2 separate regions of the Sus scrofa genome follow, and region 2 is linked to region 1. The links are chromatin contacts, called in public Hi-C maps. All regions are on one chromosome and are shown on one strand. The core of a region is the stretch at or near the end of the contact, and the rest is flanking DNA. Distances in the headings are between cores, read along the strand shown. Region 1 overlaps LOC102159588 (a long non-coding RNA gene). Region 2 has its middle 160 kb from the start of FOXO1.

Region 1 (3,667 bases), core at 432-2,931:
TTGAGTTGCATAATAATAAAAGCTGGCACTGCCTGCTTAGGCTTTTGCCTTCTCCAAAGGCAGGCCTCTAGTCTTGGGGCTTTGGTCCCAGGGAAAAGAGCACAGGCTTTTGAAAATAAAGTGTATCGCCAACCATGCGAACTTGGGTGTGCTGCTTTGCTCAGGAAGCCAAGCTCTAGTTTTATCAGATACAATAAGGAACGATGTCTCCTTCACAGGATTTTTGAGAGGATGAAACAAGGTAATAAATGCTTTCTAAGAGCTTCCCCAGTGTTTTATTTCTTCCCCCATTTTATAGATAAAGACATTGAGGTCCAGAAAGGTTAAGTGACTTGTCCAAGCCAGGAAGTTTTGTATTCTGGAGCTTAGGTCAAAAGAGGTGGTCAAGAAATGCCCATTAAAATCAGATTAACATTGTTTTACTATGAGTCTATCTCCTTCAGAAATTTGCCTTTTGGGCTAAAGGAACCATGGTGTTCTTTAATATTTTCACAAAGTGTTTTAGATTCGACTTTCTTCTGTTAGACATTCTGAGAGATAAAAGGGACAATGAACCCCTCTTGCATCTGTTCTGTGATCTTCGTAATACAGAAATTTTAACAGAGTTAATCCACAGCCATAGACAGAAAATGAGGAAAGCATGAACAAACACAGACCTTGGTATAGCGTTTTGCAAACAGAACGTGTCCAATAAGTATACGTTGATCGGGTGTTTAGAAAGATCAGTCTCTGATATTCTGGTAGAAGGCCAACAAGGCCTGGAAAAGAAAACAGACATTTCATGTTGCTGTAAGCGTCCCACTCTGGAGGAAAATAAACAGAGAGTTATGACAACAGGGCTGGGGTCAATGTGACACTCTAAGAACTACAAAATCGAATCGGTTATTTTGGCAAAGGGAGTTCTAGACGCTTGCAGCAATACCAGATGATGTTTGTTTCAACAAGATTATTATAATGTATCTCTTGGATTAAGTTTTTCCTATTACAAGGACATTGTGTCGGATTCAGCTAAAATAAACTAATGCTGACTCTGCCTTCCCGATATAGCTGCTTTTCAACTTTCAAAAGCCCACTTAAACATCTTTACACATTATTGCCTTTCTGACTTGATTCCTGAGAACAACTATGTGGAATAAACTAAGCAAGTATTTTTATTTGTGATCTTTACAGAATAACGATGAGGAGCTAGTGTATCTTAGGTCCTTCTAGTAAAGTGGCTGGTGTATAATGGGTCCTTAATAAACAAATATTCACTATCACTGAGTGTTTGTGGTGAGTGTGAGAGACTGCTACTCACTTGCTGAGTGACTTTGGGCAAGTTTTTCAAGCACTTCGGCCTCAGTTTCATGATCTGGGATATGGGAATAATAACTAGGCTAATAACCTTAGGAGGTTATTGTGAAGATCACCCGCATTGATGCATTTGGAGCAGGGCTGGTGCATCCGAATGCTCGATACATTACTGAGTAGTATTTGTACCTATCTCAGAGTCACCTCTCAAGTCATTGGTGGTACCACAATTTGAACTCAGGTTTCTGGCTTGAGAGCCTGGGTCACCTATTCCTATTTGTTTTGAATGAGTAACCTCCCAAATAAGTGATGAAATAACCTAGAGTCACACAGTAAGATAATGGCCTGAATCCACGCCTCCAGTCACTCAGGTCACAGTCCCTGTGCCCGATGGAGGCTGGGCTGGGAGAGTGCACAGAGGCACGTCCTGGGAGGGTGCTGCTGCAGCCATGTGCTCCAGGCTCCTCCTCTGTCCTCATATTCCACCTCCGTCTTGGTTGCTGAGCTTGGGGGGGCGGGGAGAGGGCGAGGGCATGCCTGCCCCCACAGTCAGTCCTCTGCATTTTGGTGGTAAAGGACTAGCTTACAGAGGGAAAAATGAACCGAGTGAGCTCAACACTAGCAAGTGGTTATCGAACAGCGCAGTTTGCTAAGCACTTTCACATCCATCATCTCACTGGGTCATTGGAGCAGTGATGTCATTATCATCTCCATTTTGAAGCAACCTGGGCACAGAGACCTCATATGTATTGTCCCAGTGGCAGGATGGGCAAAGCCCGAACTTCAGCCTTCCTCCTGGGTCACCTGATTCCAGACTCATGTTTCTTTCTGGACAAAATATTTGACCCTTTACACTGAGGGATCTTTGTCCTTGGCCTCAAAAAAATCATTTCATGAACTTTCCAGTGTTGATTTTGATCCTCTTGGGAAAGTTTGGATTGGAACCCTCCTGAAGGCAGAGAAATGGGACAAGCTCAGCTCCCAGATCACATCTACAGCCACGGGGTCTGTGATTCTTTTCCAGGGTTTTATGAAGGAAATAAAAGCATTCACTTGGAATGATCGGTGCAGACACTATTGCAGCAGCTATAAAGAATCCTTTATTTGGGACTGTCTAACCTTGTACTGTGATTTAAAATATATATATGAGAAGGGAAGGGAGCATTAGGAAAACGTTTCATCTTTCCTTGTGCTGTGATTTTAAAAAATACATGGGAGAAGGAAAGCAGGCATTAGGAAAATGACTTCATTCACTTCATACGCGGTCTTACTCTGATGCGATTTTATTTCAGAGCTTTAGTCCACAGCCCTCTTCCACATAAAGCAGGGCTCTCTCTGTCCTCCCCGCTTCATCAAGTGTCTTTCCCTCCCATCTCTAGAGATTGTTTTTCACTTTGAACCCAATTGCTTCTTTGATTCTGTGGCAAATCGCCCTTCTGTGCGTGTGGCATAATTACTCCCATGGCAGTGGGCTGAAGTTAGAGTCGGGCCATTACTGTGAGGCTGCAGGCTGAGCCGAGAGATCAGAGCTAAGAGTTCCTTTTAAAACGGCCATCCTTGATAATAGCAGGACAGAGGTAGAAAATTACTGGCATGATAAATTGCTCTGTTGATAAAGGTTTTGTCCCTGTCTTTTAAAAAGCTGTGCCACACTGAGAAAATTTCTCCATATTTTTAATCGTGGATCATTTTATGTAAGAAAAACCTCCCAGTGAAAATGGTCTGATGAAAGGTGCTGGGTTTGGCCTTGGCAAAGCTCCACGTCATCCGAAAGGAGTTCATAAAAGCACACACGAACAATATTTGCTGTTGCCTAAAAGTTTAAGTGATAATTTGCATCAAAAGCAATGCAGGAGACTGAGGTGTGGGGACGGCCCCTAAGTAGAGGGCCTCCTCCTCACACACTCACAGGAAAGAGCAGGGAGGAAGGAAGTGTGGTGTGCTGCCACCAAGCGGTGAGTCAGGTAAGACCGGTGACTGCCAGGGCCCCTCACGTATCCAGAAGCCAGCCTCGTCCATCCGGAAGACAGACCCAAAAGCTAAGCTGCCCTCAGTGCTGTCCAGGAGAAGCAAAAGACGTTCCAAGGCTTGTGTGTTTTACTCAAAAACTGCAAAATCGGAACCTTGTTTGTGCTTATCTTAGTCATGATTCTAATAAGCTTGGTTTCAAACCTAATAAATTGTAGCAGTTGTTTTTGGGGTTTTTTTGTTTGTTTGTTTGTCTTTTAAGGGCCACAGGAATGGCATGTGGAGGTTCCCAGGTTAGGGGTCCAATCGGAGCTACAGCTGCTGGCCTGTACCACAGCCACAGCAACGCCAGATCCTTAACCCACCGAGTGAGGCCAGGGCTGGAACTGATGTCCTCCTGGATACTAGT
Region 2 (3,201 bases), core at 227-2,726, 350 kb before region 1:
CACATGGGGCCTGATGAAAAGAGCAGGGGGCGCCCGCCAGGGAGGCCAGGCCAGGGGCATTCTTCCCCGAGGCGCCGCTCCCGGGGCCTGCCAAGTCCCACGAGTCCGCAAACTGGGGAAGCGCTTTCAAAGCGAGGCCTTCGCCCTCCTTGGCAGGCTCCTCAAAGCCGGCCTGGCTCCCCTGCGCCCTGGAGAGCCTGCAAAAGGCTCTTTTTGTTCCCGCTGCTCAATGGGGACATCCTCGGCGGGGCGGGAGCTGGAGGACACTCGAGGCAGGGCCACTTGGGTGGGGAGCGGCAGGGGGCCGTGAGCTGGGGAGGGGTCCAGGGCTGCAAGGCGGCTGGGAACTGTTCCTGGGAATAGTGGTTAAGAATCCAGACACACGGCCTGATAGATCCTTTTAGAGGCTGGAGGCAAAGAGCGCTTATGCTTTTTTGGTTGCTTTTATTTGTTCAGTTGCATGGCAGTGTTTGGTATACAAATAACACCTCAGCTCTGTGGCGGTGGGTCCTTAGGAACAGACAGAGGGAGAAATTGCCTGGGAATGCAGGGACTTCAAGACATGGCACTTTTTTAAAAAACAAAAAACTTTGCTTCCGGACCTCAACTGATAATTTTTCACAGAAAGGTGGGTTTGTCATCACTTCTGAAGTAAAGGCCATCTGAGGCTCGTATGAGCGTGATTAATACCAGAGTCCAGCTTAGAAATCACGGGGGACGGCCCAGAAAACGTTGTCAAGCAAAAATACCATTTCTGCTTATAGCAACACAGAATTCTGGGCCCATGAAGCAATCCCTGAGGTCTGTTCCACCCTTTGTCTCTGGCAAACATTTTTAATCGAAATCTTTTAATAGGGAGCTTGATGGCTCTAATTCATTTATGTTAATCTCTTAAGATGTCTTGACTTAGCTATTTATTTATAAAAATTGATCATAAAATATCTCTGAACCAGCTAACGGTTTGTATGTTTTCTCTAAAATATAAAAAGTAAATTTTACTGGGACCCGATGAAAAGTGAATTAAAGCGATTCCTTAAGTACAGCAAGAATGTCGGGGGAAGAAAATGCATGATTTCTCTCTTGAACAATTCTTAGTAAGCTTAAAAAAAACCCAACCAAACAGCAACAACAAACTAAACAAAACAATAACAAAAGACCTCTCCAATACTGTAGTTGGTCTCTTAGCACCCAGTTTTCTGACCTAACTTGTCACCCAGTGTTTAAGTGGATTTGGGCATTATCTTGCAAACATACCATTTCCAAGGAAGGTCGGGAATTGGTTTGCTTTTGCCACGCATTTACAAAGCGGGCTATCGAACTGGTTCACAAGCAAAACAGAGGCCCTGGAAAGACGATATGCCTTCCTTCCTGACGCAGATATTTCAGGATTGGGGAAGCAGGGTTTCCTGTGTTCTCACAAGGGGTTGAGATAAAGAAGCCCCGGGCAGTCGCAGAAAGAATTGAGCCTGGACTGAGCTGGAGGCAGTTGTTTGCGTGTGCCTTCTCCGAGAAGATGCATGTGGACAGGATGTGACGTGGGGTGGGGTTTGGAGCCGGGAGGGTTCTCTCGAAGCCGGTGCTGTTAGCTCCCGAGGAAGCTCAGCGTTTCTCCTCCTCCTTCCTTCCCCCGCCAGACCCCGCGGTGCCAGCCTTGGTTGTATGTCTGACCTCTGTCTCCTTCACACCAGGGGAGCCATCGTGGTGCCCTCTGGGAATGTTTATTTAGTCTACATTTTTGTTCCCCTAGTTTCTAGGCTCCACTAGAGGCAAAACAGAGAAGTAGGTAAAATTTGCCTTCTGTATATTTCCCCATCCTCATCCAGTTTCCCTTTCTGTGTTTTGCCCCCCCCCCCCCCCACTTCCCATTGGCTGTGCTGCAGCTTAGGAGCCGCTCCTGCCTGAATGAAAGTCATTTGAACATTTATTTCATCCAAAGATACTGGTGTCTGGTAACAGAGGCCTCTTCCAGATATTTACTGCATTTAAAAGAAATCTATGGGAGTTCTATGTGGCTCAGTGGAAACAAACCTGCCTAGTATCCATAAGGTTGCAGGTTCGATTCCTGGCCTGGCTCAATGGGCTAAGGATCCAGCGTTGCTGTGAGTTGTGGTGTAGGTTAGGTCAGCAGCTGCAGCTCTGATTTGACCCCTAGCCTGGGAATTCCATATGCTGCAGGTTTGGCCCTAAAAAGGAGAAAAAAAAAAAAAAAAGACGTCTATGAAAGAAAGATCAATAGCTACCAGATGTAATAATAATACTGATAGTAATATACCCACATGGAAGGAGTAATCCAATAACATAGTAAGAAAAAGTTTATGTTTATTGGGTGGGCAGGAATAGATGGAAAGAAAATGGGAGGAATTATAAGAGGTAATGGATCCTACTTGATTTCTGAAGCTAATTGAGAAATAGACGTTTAAGTATCTTATTTAAAATGGGAAAGATAACCACTATTTCAACTGAAATTCAGACCTTATAGTAAAAGAAAACAGGAAATATAAATGTAGCATTAAAAGTGAAAAAGAGGAGTTCCCGTCGTGGCGCAGTGGTTAACGAATCCGACTAGGAACCATGAGGTTGCGGGTTCGGTCCCTGCCCTTGCTCAGTGGGTGAAGGATCCGGCGTTGCCGTCAGCTGTGGTGTAGGTTGCAGATGCGGCTCGGATCCCGCGTTGCTGTGACTCTGGTGTAGGCCAGTGGCTATAGCTCCGATGAGACCCCTAGCCTGGGAACCTCCATATGCCGCGGGAGCGGCTCAAAGAAATAGCAAAAAGACAAAAAAAAAAAAAAAAAAAAAAAAAAAAAAAAAGTGAAAAAGATATTTAAGATACTAGTATCAGGACACACAGATGTGTTATAATAATAAATGCAAATGAGATCAACTCATTAAGGGTATAGAAAAGGTAAAAATGTATAGAAAAGGTAAAAAGCTCAAACGCAACTATGTACTGCCAACAAAGTGACTCAGATCAGAGATAGTGCTTAAACTCTCTCTCTGATGGTGGGATTCCAGGCGCTGTGGCATTTGGGAGGGGTAGATATTTTGGGACTAAGCTTTCCCAGCCTCTAAAATCAGACCATGTGGTTGCCAGCTCAGGCGAGCAGCCCTGCATGCATCCGTGTTTGCTCTAGATCGCTGAGCTCCCAGAGGGCAGGGGCTGTGCCTGCTGTGTTTAATTCCAGGCGGTTCTGAGCAGGACCA

What was found. Hi-C and Micro-C count contacts between places; a contact is called where the count stands out from the background.
Region 2: a contact with region 1 is called in a Hi-C map of liver, with 2.1 times the contacts expected there. The contact joins two enhancer-like sites. A contact is called at or near these places in 1 of 47 Hi-C or Micro-C datasets (liver) and 1 of 2 datasets of contacts at active chromatin or transcription factors (skeletal muscle).

What each region holds. Positions count from the first base shown.
Region 1 is chr11:14,897,210-14,900,876 of Sscrofa11.1, reverse strand. All of the region lies in intron 2 of LOC102159588 (a long non-coding RNA gene), which reads left to right. Among named protein-coding and RNA genes, the nearest start is that of COG6, 320 kb to the right of the region's middle. Within about 2 kb of position 1,681, at least 11 of the 83 cell types and tissues checked have an H3K27ac peak or open chromatin away from gene starts, as enhancers often do. A contact at or near this core is called in liver, where this site is marked.
Region 2 is chr11:15,249,501-15,252,701 of Sscrofa11.1, reverse strand. No RefSeq gene overlaps it. Among named protein-coding and RNA genes, the nearest start is that of FOXO1, 160 kb to the left of the region's middle. Within about 2 kb of position 1,476, at least 29 of the 83 cell types and tissues checked have an H3K27ac peak or open chromatin away from gene starts, as enhancers often do. A contact at or near this core is called in liver, where this site is marked.